Regions from separate parts of the Rattus norvegicus genome. Here region 2 is linked to region 1. Evidence: chromatin contacts called from public Hi-C data. All regions are on one chromosome and are shown on one strand. Each heading gives the region's core, a stretch centred on a gene start, on an enhancer-like site or on the middle of the called end of the contact. The rest is flanking DNA. Distances are from core to core; before and after follow the strand shown. Region 1 has its middle 29 kb from the start of Steap4. Region 2 has its middle 220 kb from the start of Zfp804b.

Region 1 (6,702 bases), core at 1,640-4,139:
TTGTCACAAAGCAAAGTTTCTTTGATGAAGGATGAGTACCACAGTTATCTGTGTGTTTAAAGATAAATATTTAGAATGTAGTTAGAGATTATACTGGCTTAGTAAACTTGTAGGTTCTCCTGACAAATGGAGATTGGAATTGCCCCAAGGAACATTTCTAAACAGGTCCACATCCCCTTGTCCTTTTTACCATCTGTCTTAGTTATGTTTTTACTGATGTGAACAGACACCATGGCCAAGGCAACTCTTATGAAGAACATTTAACTGGGACTGGCTTACAGTTTCAGAGGTTCAGTCCATTATCATCAAGGTAGCATCATGACAGCATACAGGCAGACATGGGTCTAGAGGAGCTCAGAGATCCACCTCTTGTTTTGAAGGTAGCTAGAAGAAGACTGGCTTCCAGGCAACTAGAGTGAGTGTATTAAAGTCCACACCCACAGTGACATACCTACTCCCACAAGGCCACAACTCCTAACAGTGCCATGCCCTAGACCAAGCATCTACAAACCATCACACCACCATTTCTCCCCTACCTTTGGATGGTAGGTCCAACCTAGAAGGGGGGTTGAATCATTTCAGAACCCTTATTAAAAGTAGGTTTTGAAAAATGGAAGCCTAAAGTGTTCTGACACCCCCTCTCTCTTAAGAACTTTTCCTCCCCTTTCCTCATGGCTTCTACAGGCACTCCAGATTGTTCAACTACTCTAAGAATTGATTGTTAAGTTCTACGTGTGAGAAAGAACACTTGATGTTTGTCTTTCTGAGCCTGGATTACTCAACATTACATAATATTTTCCAATTCCATCCATTTTCCTGATATTTTTATAATTCCATTTTCTTCACAGCTGAATAAAATAGCTTTCCATATATGGACAGCATTTTTCTTATCCGTCTTATCAGTTGATGGACATCTAGGCTGGTTCTATGTCATGGCTATTATAAATACAGTAGCAATAAAGATGGATCTCCATGTATCTTTGTATTAGGATATAGTCTTTGCTGTGTATGTCCTGAAGTGGAATAGGTACTTTTAGCTTTCTGGGGGACTTCCACACTGATTTCTACAGCAGTTAGACCAGTTCACACTTCCACCATCAGTGAACAAATGTTTTCCTTCCCCCAGGTCCATAACGGCATTTGTTGTCGTTTGGTTTCTTAATTCTAACTAGGGCAAAATAAACCATCAAACAATTGTGATTTGCAGTTCCCTGATGGCTCGGAATATTAAACACTTACTAAAATATTTATTGGCCATTTGTATTTCCTCTTCTGAGAACTCCGTTCAGTTCAACAGTTCATTTTTTAATAGAGTTGTTTGGTTTGTATCCTTATTTCTTTTAACTCTTAGTATATTTTATACACTGATCTTCCAGTAGAGATTGTCCCATACTGAAGGCTGCCTCTTCACTTAATGGTTTGCTCTATAGAGGTTTTATTATTTCATAAGGTCCAACTGTTGGTCTTATTTTATTTTCTGAGTGACTAGGGTCCTGATTGGTTGGGGTTTTCTGTAATGGTCACAATTTGTCACAAAGCAAAGTTTCTTTGATGATGAATGAGTACCACAGTTATCTGTGTGTTTAAAGATAAATATTTAGAATGTGGTTAGAAATTATACTGGCTTAATAAAGTTGTAGGTTCTCCTGACAAATGGAGATTGGAATTGCCCCAAGGAACATTTCTAACCTTTACCTATTCCTCTATCTTCAAAAGTATGACCTACTCTTCCCTCTAGAATTTTCTGGGTTTCGGGCCTACCATGGAGACCTTTAGGAATTGTAGAAACTACATTTTATTAACTTAGTCGTCGCAATTTTTAATTCAAATTTATAATTACCATATAAATTACTCATTTTCTCACTGCTACCAGCACAATCAATGTGATTTCTGAACAAATGAAACTCAAGACGGATGATCAAAATATGAATGCTTCGCTCCTTCTTTAAAAGGGGAACAAGAATACCCTTGGCAGGGAATAGAAAGGCAAAGATTAAAACAGACACAGAAGGAATAGCCATTCAGAGCCTGCCCCACATGTGGCCCATACATATACAGCCATCCAATTAGACAAGATGGATGAAGCAAAGAAGTGCAGGCAGACAGGAGCCGGATGTAGATCGCTCCTGAGAGACACAGCCAGAATACAGCAAATACAGAGGCGAATGCCAGCAGCAAACCACTGAACTGAGAACAGGATCCCCGTTGAAGGAATCAGAGAAAGAACTGGAAGAGCTTGAAGGGGCTCGAGACCCCTTATGAACAACAATGCCAAGCAACCAGAGCTTCCAGGGACTAAGCCACTACCTAAAGACTATACATGGACTGACCCTGGACTCTGACCTCATAGGTAGCAATGAATATCCTAGTAAGAGCACCAGTGGAAGGGGAAGCCCTGGGTCCTGCTAAGACTGAACCCCCAGTGAACTAGTCTATGGGGGGAGGGCGGCAATGGGGGGAGGATGGGGAGGGGAACACCCATAAAGAAGGGGGGGGAGGGATTAGGGGGATGTTTGCCCGGAAACCAGGAAAGCGAATAACACTCGAAATGTAAATAAGAAATACTCAAGTTAAAAAAAAAAAAAATATATATATATATATATATATATATATATATATATATATATAAAAGAAAAGAAAGAAAGAAAAACCTCAAACTAAAGACTTAACATGAGAAAAGCCAAGCCTGTATATCTTCTCTATATACCTCAAACTACCTTTACCTCTCCAAGGACATTTCTTCCCCTCAAGAAAGCTAACCGGAAGCAGCGATCTCTCAAAGCTACACAGAGAAGTAAGGGAAGGAGCTCAGTAGATGTTTGGCAGGCTCACAACACTGCTTATTTAGAGCCACATTTTAAATGAAGTTTGATGATCTAGTTTGGCTCAGCATTTTTGGAAACGAGAACACCGTGACTCACAGGAATTGGGGGATTTGCCCACACATAAGCTAGTATGTAGAGCACGGCGAAATTTGAAGTTTTCAAAACAAATTCCTGAGAAAACCAGATCCTTCTTTTCCCTACCCAACCCTTCCCAGGCAAAGCCCTTGCAACTGAAGGCCTTATTGAAGTTATAAGGAAGTTTAGCTTCTCCCCTAAGATTCCCTTAGTCTCTGTAGGTGCTGATCCCCAGAACCTCCCACTCACAAGTCACAGTCTCTAACTCCAACCCTCCCAGATGCTAAAATTAATATGGTTTCCTAACTCCAAACTCCATGCACTTGGCACACCATTGCATGTGAACACAAGGGAAATTTTCTTCACAATAAAGTTGTATCCGCCTGCCAAGTTATCAGGAAATCTTTTAAGAATGCAAAACAGAACCTGTAATTTTAGATCATTGCAGGACAGCCTCAGGATCATGAAGAACAGAGCCTGAAGCAAAATTAAACACCATAAATATTCTCTTCTACTTCGTGTGAAGAGTTGCAAAACTGAGATAAAACCAGTTCCTGCTTGGAAGGACTCTGCAACCAAAGTGCCTGAGAGATCGACTTTCAGGCTGAAGACAGCAGATGCAGGGCTCATACCCAGAAGCCCCTGGCTTAGGCCTCTGGCTACTATTAGCAAAGTGTTTCACCAAGCAAAATGATGCGGTGAGTGTCCTCCCGACCGTTCCACAAAATGTTGCCATTGCAGCCTTCCATCAAGACCTGTTCTCTTGACACACAGACCTCTCCATGCAGGCATACTTCTGCTGCGTTTGCTCCCTTGAGGACACCTAGAGTAAACTGAGCCTCTCACCTTCTTTCACCCAGTAATCTGGGTATTTGAATCGAGGACCCAGAGTGTCTTGATCTCAATAATGGGACACTGCAGAAAAGGAACCACGCAATGTCTGCTGAACCTTACAGCAACTATGCTTCCTGAGGCCCAGATGTATCATCCTTGAGCTTTTTCTATTTTAGTTAATAATTAATTTTTAAAAACCAAAGAAGTTGGCTGGAGCAGTCTAAGTAGAACTCTGCAATATGAAACCAAAAGAACTAAAACTGCCCTGTGCCCTCTCTGAAATTTTCTATAATCTCCAGAAATGTTGATTCTGGCTTTTGGCATAATGAATGTCTATATAAACTCTTTTCCATAAGGAGATATGGAGATATGGAGATAAAAATCAAAAGAAAACTTAAAGAGGAAAAAAATCCACCTGTCTCAATTACATACACTAGGATCACAAAATCACAGAAGTGGGAAAAGTCTGTATCCTCAACAGGATACGTCAGAGTCGATGTCACTGCTTCCCTTTTCATTTCAAAGATTTCTGTGCTTGAAATTAGAGTATAATTATATCATTCTCCCCTTTCTCTCCCCCGCTTCAAACATTCCCATGCACCTCCTCCTCCCCCCCCAGCCACCGCTTACTCTCAAATTCATGACCTCTATTTCTTTAATTGTTGTTACATACATATATTCATGTGTGTGTGTGTGTGTGTGTGTGTGTGTGTGTGTGTGTGTGTGGTGTTTATGTATCCCAAATATATAAATATAACGTGCTCTAAAACACAATCAGAGCTTCCCAGTATATTTTAAATTCAATCCAGTCTTTTCATTGGCTGGACCCAAATCCTAACTGACCTGCCCTTGGCTACCTCTAACCTCATCTGTGTGGATGAGTTCTTGACCCAGCTCTATGCACATATACTGCTTTGTTTTTCACCCTCAAACACACAACTACATCTGGATTTTTGCATTTGCAGATCTCTACTGCACATTGATATAGCCTACAAATAGCTTTAGAGTACAGATATTTTTCCTTTGGTCTAACTCTTCGGAAAAGCCTTCCCTGAACTCCTACCTAGAAAAATAATATCCCTATTTTATCTTCATATTCCAGTTCATTTCTCTTGGCACTAACATTGTAAAAACTGTTGGCATATTTGTCAATTGTCTGTTACCCCCCACACACAGGATTACAGTTTCAATTATGGTCATGAACTTGCATGCTTTTGCTCACTGTAGACTTCACAGCATTTAGAAGTAAATGATATGTAGAAAGCTCCCACTTTATTCGTTGGATAAAACAAAACAACAGTTGCCTGAAATTTAACATAGAGACATTTCCATTTCCAAGTGCCATGTGAAAATTTGGACTGTGATGACAGTGGTTCAGTCCCTTCTGTTTGGGCATATACAATAGTAGAGGCACAACTCTAGGGGAAGAGTCTTGGGCAGTTTCAGTACACAGGGTTCTCCCACTCCAGTCCTTTCTCACATACACTTGCTATGGACAAGAGCACCCAGCCTTTATAAAGGGAAGAGAATCTGTGAGACACAAAGTGGAGAGGCTCTAACGGCTGTAGCTAGAGCAGTGCAACACTGAGGACTAATAAAGGGCATCCTGACCTTGAGTGCAGAAGGGGAAGGGTAGACTGGAAGGGTCAAAGAAGTTAGACTGATTCATTATCTTGAAGCCTCCATGCTGACATTGTAGGTTTTGTTCTACGTGTCTCTTTCCAGTGTTAAATGGTTTTAATAGCACTGTAATGAGTTTATCTAAAGTTGCAAAAGATTGTTTTTCTCCACCAGTTAGAAAAATAAAAAAGCAGGGAAAGCTAAGTCTTAACACTCACCTAGGTTTCATTAAAATAATAATTGTACATACACACACATATGCACACACATACATACATACAGAGAGAGAGAGAGAGAGAGAGAGAGAGAGAGAGAGAGAGAGAGAGAACAACTGGAGACAGACTCAAGAAGGAGGGAGCCCAATGGGAGGAGAAGCCCTTGGTCCTGCCAATGCTGGATCCCCCAGTGTAGGTAATATCAGGGTGGGGAGGTGGGAAGGGGTGGGTGGGGAGGGGAAGCACCCTCATAGAAGAAAGGGGAGGGAGAGGGGAATAGGGGTTTATGGATGGGAAACTGGGAAAGGGGATAACATTTGAAATGTAAATATAAAAATCCAATAAAAAAAGATAGGAAGGGAGGGAGGGAGGGAGAGAAACAGAGACAGAGACAGAGACAGAGACAGAGACCAAGAGAGAATTGTCTGTGCCCTTGGATAGTCTAACACTATCCTTTCATGTAACATACTTTAAAATAGGACCTGAATTTCTTCATTTAATGTGTGTTTGTGGCATTTGTGTTTGTAAGCCTTAACATTTTTAGATATGAATCTTCAAACATCTGGATAGAAAGCCCTGGATGTACTCTGTGGATAAAAGAAACTGATGACCATCTAGGAAAACACTGCACTCTTCAGTATTTGAACATATAAGTAGTTAAATATATATATTTGGAAACTTTCACGCAATTAAGATGTTAAAATAAAAACATGAGGACTGTTTCAAAAAAAATAAGAGGGAGCCCAAGTCTTTGTCTGGAAGAGAGAGTAGCAGCAGAAAGTCAGCCATCTTAAACGGCTAACTGAAAAGTACATTAATCTACCCAGAACCTCCTTTTCTTGTCTGCCTAAATGTCAGTGGCTTGCCTATCTTCAGCCTATTTTTCCAAAACTTCTATACACTTTCACCAAGTGAATTCCCTTACAACTACAGTATGAGGTGGGGGAGAGTTTGGATCTGTCTCCTTCCCTAATCTCACCCCACCTGCAAACTAGTTTCTCTTAGGATCAAAGGAAAAGGAAACTTTTCACACATAAAGTTTTGTCTGTGAGTTTTCCAACTTTCAAAACCCACTTGTAAGACTATTGTTCAACTGTCATTTGGATTTACACAGCAATGGTAAACTGGTCTCA
Region 2 (6,702 bases), core at 3,074-5,573, 260 kb before region 1:
AAATTACTTGTTGGTATCTCAGTATTGGCTATTAAACATATTTTTTAAAGTGGAGATATTAAAATGTACTCAATACACTAGTCAGACACAAATTGTATATACATATAAAGTATGGCAGACATGTAAAGATTACCTTTCTCTTCCTGACTTTCATGAAAGTGATATGGTATTTAGTAAAGATATAAAATGAATTTGATAATAATTTTCAACTTTCTAGCATTTTTTTGTCCCAAAGAGATTCATTTCTTCTGGTGTTTCATATTTGGAAAATAGGGTGCCTTATATATAATCACTCTTGAGCAACAGACTATGCTCTTACAAAAGAAACAAAGAGGCAGAGGAAATTATAACATGAAATAGCAGGTAAGTTCCTCTTTTCTTCCCAGCCTACAAGGGTTGTTACATTGGCGGTCAAAGATCCATGTCGGAGCTCTGTGCTCCATGTTTACACCTCTCACTCCAGAATCTTCACAAGTCAGCCATCTTCACATGCAGGCTGTACCGAAGGCTCCTGGGAATTTTGCCTCAAGGCTGGAAGAATGGAATTATAACTTTGCTAATGATTGATACTTTCCCACTACTTCCTTCTAACCACACGATTTGATCCAAACTCTTCAGTTCATTTCTTACCTTAAATTAGATTCTGTGAAGTGATGTGCTGGTGAGGACCACGTGAAAAAAATGAGAGAAGGGACTGTCCTACAACACTTAAAAGAAGGGAAGTCGCATAAAATAGCAGTGTTGGATGGCCTAAAACTCAGGATTTCCTTTATGAAATCTCCAGAGAAATTTTCACCAATTCCATTCTGCTTCTGTATTCTTTAAATTGAACGTAAATAAATGAAAGCTAAGATTTGAGCTTTGCAACTGCCTGGGGGATGGGGTATATCATTTTGTAATTCAACGGCTATTATAATAACTGCGGCTATGATAGATACATCACTGTCCTAAGTTCAGTAGGGCATATATTTTATACACAGACCACATGTCTCAATTTCAAATGTCACTTTTGATAGGATCTTAAGAACACTCTGAATTCTACATTTGAAGTGGTACTTAGAAGCTCGGTCTAGGGAGTTTAGACTATACTCTGTAACAGACAGGGAAGCCTTAATACACAGTAGGAAAGAACATGTAACCTTAGCTAATACACTGCCATTCACTTAGCCATAACATTACTTCATAAACGTGTGCAATGCATGTTACTTTCTAGATTTTTATAATATGTATATATAAAGCTATTACTGGTTTTCTTTGACTATTTAATTATTTTTATCCATATATTTTAATATATTTTAATTCCGTATACTTTTTAATTAAAATATCCAAGACAAATACTTAATTGTTTATGGTAGACAGCATTTAAGGATAATTCTCAATGATCTCTGCCTTCAGACCCTGCTGCCTATGTGTCATTTTTTCCTCTTAAGGGTGTACTGGGCCCTGAGACTTCACTCTAGGGAACAGAAGACAGTAAAAATGAAGAGATATCACTTCTATGAATAAGCTATTTTTTATCGGATATTTTTTATTTACATTTCAAATGTCATCCCCTTTCCCAGTTTCCCATCAATAAACCCCCTATCCCATTCCCCCTCCCTTCTTGTATGAGGGAGTTCCCCCACCCAACCACCTGTCCATTCCTACTTCCCCTCCGTGACATTCCTCTACATTGGGGAGTCCAGCCTTGTCAAGACCAAGGACTTCTCCTCCCATTGGTGTCCAAAAAGGCCATCCTCTGTTACATATGCAGCTAGAGCCATGAGTTTGTCCATGTGTACTCCTTGGGAGGTGGTTTAGTCCTTGGGAAAAGACTATGGCGTGTATCTTGGTGGACTCTCTCTCGCTTGCTCGGTAAATGTGAACATTTTTAAACGGTCACTATTTTGGAAAACCCCACATAACTAAGGAGAGATCCAGTCCACAGCAAGTGAGAAACTTAAGGCGCACAATAGCCACAGATTGAATTTAAAAGATCCTCCACAGTCCAGCTTAAGGTAATGACTCACAAGACTGTGGAAGACCCAAAACAGAGGACCAGCAAAGCCACACATAGATTTCTGATCTGCATGAGTTGTGTAATAGTAAATTCTATTGATTTAAATTTCTAATCTGGTGATAATGTCTTAAGTGCAAATATATAATTAATAGGTTTATAGATTAAAATTTCTTTAAGTATTACATACAAATTCATTTTTAACAGTTGCTAAAGCATGGAGGCTGGAGAGATGGTTCAGCAGTTAAGAGCAATTTGTCATGCAGAGGACCCAGGTTTGGTTCTCAGGATCTATAAGGTCACTTACAATTGTCTATAACTCCAGGTCAAGAGATCTGATACCTTCCTCTGACTTCCTTGGCTACAGGGAATGCATAGTAACAAACATGCATGTGAACAAAACACTCAGAAACATAAAATTTTGTTTTGTTCCATGGATAAAACCTTTTCTCATGACCTAGGCAAAAGCAAAGAAAAAGCAATTTTTGGAATCAGAAAAGTAGACTTTCATTTGACTGGGGTGGAAAGTAGTAAGAATATCTATTCTAAAGAAGTCTTGTGAAGAAAATACATTATGAACTTTGAAGCCTTGGAGAAATTTTTAGCCATGAAAATTATAGGAATTCCATAATGAGGACAACATGTGTCTTTAAAAAATCTTGGATATATACCTTTCCAAATACAAATAAATGTGGGTTATTCTCAGTCATCAGGGGATGAGTGTCCAGAAGGAAGAAGCAACAGCTGATGCCACAGGCAACCTCTTCTGCCATTCTCTCCACTGAAAGTACTATTTATTACACATTATTTAATTAATGACACTTATATATGAATAATTATGTGTGTCATTGCAGTCTGAGTTCTTATGTCCTTTTGGGACATACATTTTTGTTGGGAGTATTGTTAATGGCCGTCATTGAAGAAACAGCATCATACAACAGATAAGGCAATAGTTCTTCTTTTTTTTTTTAATTAACTTGAGTATTTCTTATTTACATTTCGAGTGTTATTCCCTTTCCCGGTTTCTGGGCAAACATCCCCCTAGCCCCTCTCTCTCCCCTTTCTTTATGGGTGTTCCCCTCCCCACCCACCCCCCATTGCCGCCCTCCCCCCAACAATCACGTTGACTGGGGGTTCAGTCTTAGCAGGACCAAGGGCTTCCCCTTACACTGGTGATCTTACTAGGATATTCATTGCTACCTATGAGATCAGAGTCCAGGGTCAGTCCATGTATAGTCTTTCTTTAGGTAGTGGCTTAGTCCTTGGAAGCTCTGGTTGCTTGGCATTGTTTGTTCATATGGGGTCTCGAGCCCCTTCAAGCTCTTCCAGTTCTTTCTCTGATTCCTTCAACGGGGGTCCTGTTCTCAGTTCAGTGGTTTGCTAAGGCAATAGTTCTTAAATGATCTTTTTTCCAGAACTAAATTAAGAATTTTTAATCCTGTAACCCAAGTGATATAAATGATCTCTTTATGGTAAATGATATTTTGTCCACATTATTTAAAACATTTTAGTCCCATTGACTTTGTGTATAAAAGAAATAAATGTCTCTAGCTTAGAGTCAAAAATATGTAAATATCAAGTGTCCTAATTTAGCAAAGAGCTCAAATGAAAAACATGTCCCTGAAGGTACTAGGGAAAGATGCTCAGGCAGGCATTTGAGGAAGAAATGAGCCATCTTCCCACACAAAACAGAAAGGACAGAAAGAATTCCAACAAAGCATATGGATCTAGGCACAAAATATATCTGTATCCTCAAGATCTCCTGCACATCTATTTGCCTGTTACTCTTTCCCCAGAAGATGATGAAGCCATCTCTGCTCAGGCTTTTCATTAAGGGCCCACTTCCTCCTAAGCCCAGAAAAACTGTTTGCCTTCCAGCTCCTCGTTTTGTTTAAACACCATTCTCATAGTTGAAACTCTTGCTATTAGTTGACTGCCACCCGCCATTACAGTTTGTTCCATCTTCCTTCAACTCCCAGCAATGCATCCCCTTGTTCATTGAAGAAATTAATTCATGCCTCACTGTCATTTTTTCAATACTACTCACGCCATAACAGTTGGTAGTTTCAGTAATTCACTCATAACTTTCTCTGATCAAATACCCTAGCCTTTGATTTCTCTACCCTCCACTATTTTCTCAGTGTGGGGAGAAGATTGTGAATGTGTGTTGGTAATTAAGGATCCCAGTGCTTCAAACCCAGGGAAACAGCAAAGCCTCCCCCATGTGACATTCACTTGGGAGAAAATGGCAAAGCCTTCTGGTGAGTCTGTGGGTGCTGACAGTATGAGTCACAGCTACCTCTTTCCAGAAGACTGATACCTGATACTTCTCACCTACGCAGACCTCCTACCAACATGACACTTTGGAGAACACTGGGAACAGCTTGTGCAGTTCCTCTGCAACAATGGCCTCCTTCATGACACCGCTTAGAGAATTTCACTGTCATGTGTCTAGAAGACATAGTCTATATCACCAATATAGACACCTTTCCTGAAATCCATGCTCCTGTATCCAACTACCAGCTATCAACTCAAATGGGTACTACTGAAAATCAGTCATTGAATATTGTCACCTCACACTTATCTTCCCATTATTTTCCAAATAAATATTTGGCAACTCATCCATTATTCAACACACACACACACACACACACACACACACACACACACACACACACATGGAGAGAGAGAGAAAGAGAGAGAGAGAGGGAGGGAAGGAGAAAGAGAGAGAGAGAGAGAGAGAGAGAGAGCACATTTCTACTTCACAAATATTCTGTAAATTAATCCTATAGAATCTACATTTTATGATATCCAGAATCCAATTTCCAAGTAGAACTACTACCCAGTTCTAATCAACATCATCCTTCACATGAAATATAGAAAACCTCTAAAATACCCATTATCTCCCTATACATAGTTCTTTGTTTCTTTCTTTTCTTTCTTTTTTCCCCTACAGACTAGATCATTTACTATCCACACAACCGCTCCAGAAATCCTTTGTAAAAAAGATTGTTTCGCTTATCAAGTCAACAGTCTTAACTCTTTACAATAGTCAGAATTCCATATGGTTTGACTTAGGATCCTACATTATTCTACTTTTCCCACTTGAGTTTTCCAAGACTTCACTGTGTTATATACTCTGCTCGTACAATGGCGATCTTCATGTTTACTCTTTTTTTTTTATCTTTATTAACTTGAATATTTCTTATTTACATTCCGATTGTTATTCCCCTTCCTGGTTTCCAGTCAACATCCCCCTAAGCCCTCCCCCTCCCCTTCTATACTAGCTTCCCCTCCCCATCCTCCCCCCATTACCGCCCTCCCCCCAACAATCACGTTCACTGGGGGTTCAGTCTTGGCAGGACCAAGGGCTTCCCCTTCCACTGGTGCTCTTACTAGGCTATTCATTGCTACCTATGAGGTTGGAGCCCAGGGTCAGTCCATGTATAGTCTTTAGGTAGTGGCTTAGTCCCTGGAAGCTCTGGTTGCTTGGCATTGTTGTTCATATGGGGTCTCAAGCCCCTTCAAGCTCTTCCAGTCCTTTCTCTGATTCCTTCAACGGGGGTCCCATTCTCAGTTCAGTGGTTTGCTGCTGGCATTCGCCTATGTATTTGCTGTATTCTGGCTGTGTCTCTCAGGAGAGATCTTACACCTCAAGGCTTGAGCACAGTTTGGATGAGCTATCCAAACGCTTGTTTTCTAGCATTTCCCCCTGTGAACTTCCTAATGGCCTCACGATCTTTCCTCAGATGTCACACGTCAATGAAAATGTGGATTCTGTCTACAAACTCAGCATCTATACTGCATATCTTCCTTCCTTCACATGTTTTGCCAATAGTCTTTTGCATTGTTCATAATATATATTACACATAATGCACATCTATTAATACTGTCTCTATGATTTTTTACCTTTCCAAGGGACCTACTTTTCGTTGACTTATTCAGTTGTTATCTATTACATTTCAAAGAAAAGAAAAACGAAAAAAGAACCTGAAGAAGAGTGCATGGCATTAGGCCCTGTGTAGTTTTTCCTTCTCACACGTGTGCCATGATTTTTGGTCAGATTGCACTGTTAAGATCACCCATATACTCATCCATTACATTAAACCACTATAAATGCTTGATAATAGCAAACTGTCTTCACCTGTGAAATTAAGTTTTGTTTATCAAAGAAAAATAATAGCCTAGTCTTTAAAATGGAACACCACTTATGTTTGGCTTATTCTGTATCTGTAGCAGTTTTCTGGTCTTACATATTAGGATTCATTAAGAAATCAAAACATCTCAAGGGGGAAAAACCCTAGAGCTACGTTTTAAACTCTAATATATGGATATGAATTTTACCAAATTTCCAGTCAAGCACCAAGGGGATTTGTTTCCTCTTCATTTAAATAAAATTTCTTATTCTGTACATTAATGTTTAATAAAGACTTAAAAACGATTTTATCTGAAAAGCAAAATTTATGATAGAAGATTGTTGCTAAAACTCCATTTTAATACGGTTAAGTGGTAGTGTGCATTGATAAGATAGAGAAAATTATTCTAACATTAATTATTCTGAATAAATCACATTGACAGGATGATTATATCTTTTCTTTCATTATGTGGCAAAAATCAGTCACTTCTAACATGATCATTGCTACAATTTAGGTAGTACAAACTGTCTGTAAATATCCTGGCATATATTTAAGCACATACACAACACA

The links. Hi-C and Micro-C count contacts between places; a contact is called where the count stands out from the background.
Region 2: a Hi-C map of frontal cortex shows a contact between it and region 1, with 2.0 times the contacts expected there. The contact joins two enhancer-like sites. A contact is called at or near these places in 2 of 12 Hi-C or Micro-C datasets (frontal cortex and kidney).

The regions. Positions count from the first base shown.
Region 1 is chr4:27,080,143-27,086,844 of GRCr8, reverse strand. No RefSeq gene overlaps it. Among named protein-coding and RNA genes, the nearest start is that of Steap4, 29 kb to the right of the region's middle. Within about 2 kb of position 2,889, at least 10 of the 93 cell types and tissues checked have an H3K27ac peak or open chromatin away from gene starts, as enhancers often do.
Region 2 is chr4:27,339,767-27,346,468 of GRCr8, reverse strand. No RefSeq gene overlaps it. Among named protein-coding and RNA genes, the nearest start is that of Zfp804b, 220 kb to the left of the region's middle. Within about 2 kb of position 4,323, at least 4 of the 93 cell types and tissues checked have an H3K27ac peak or open chromatin away from gene starts, as enhancers often do.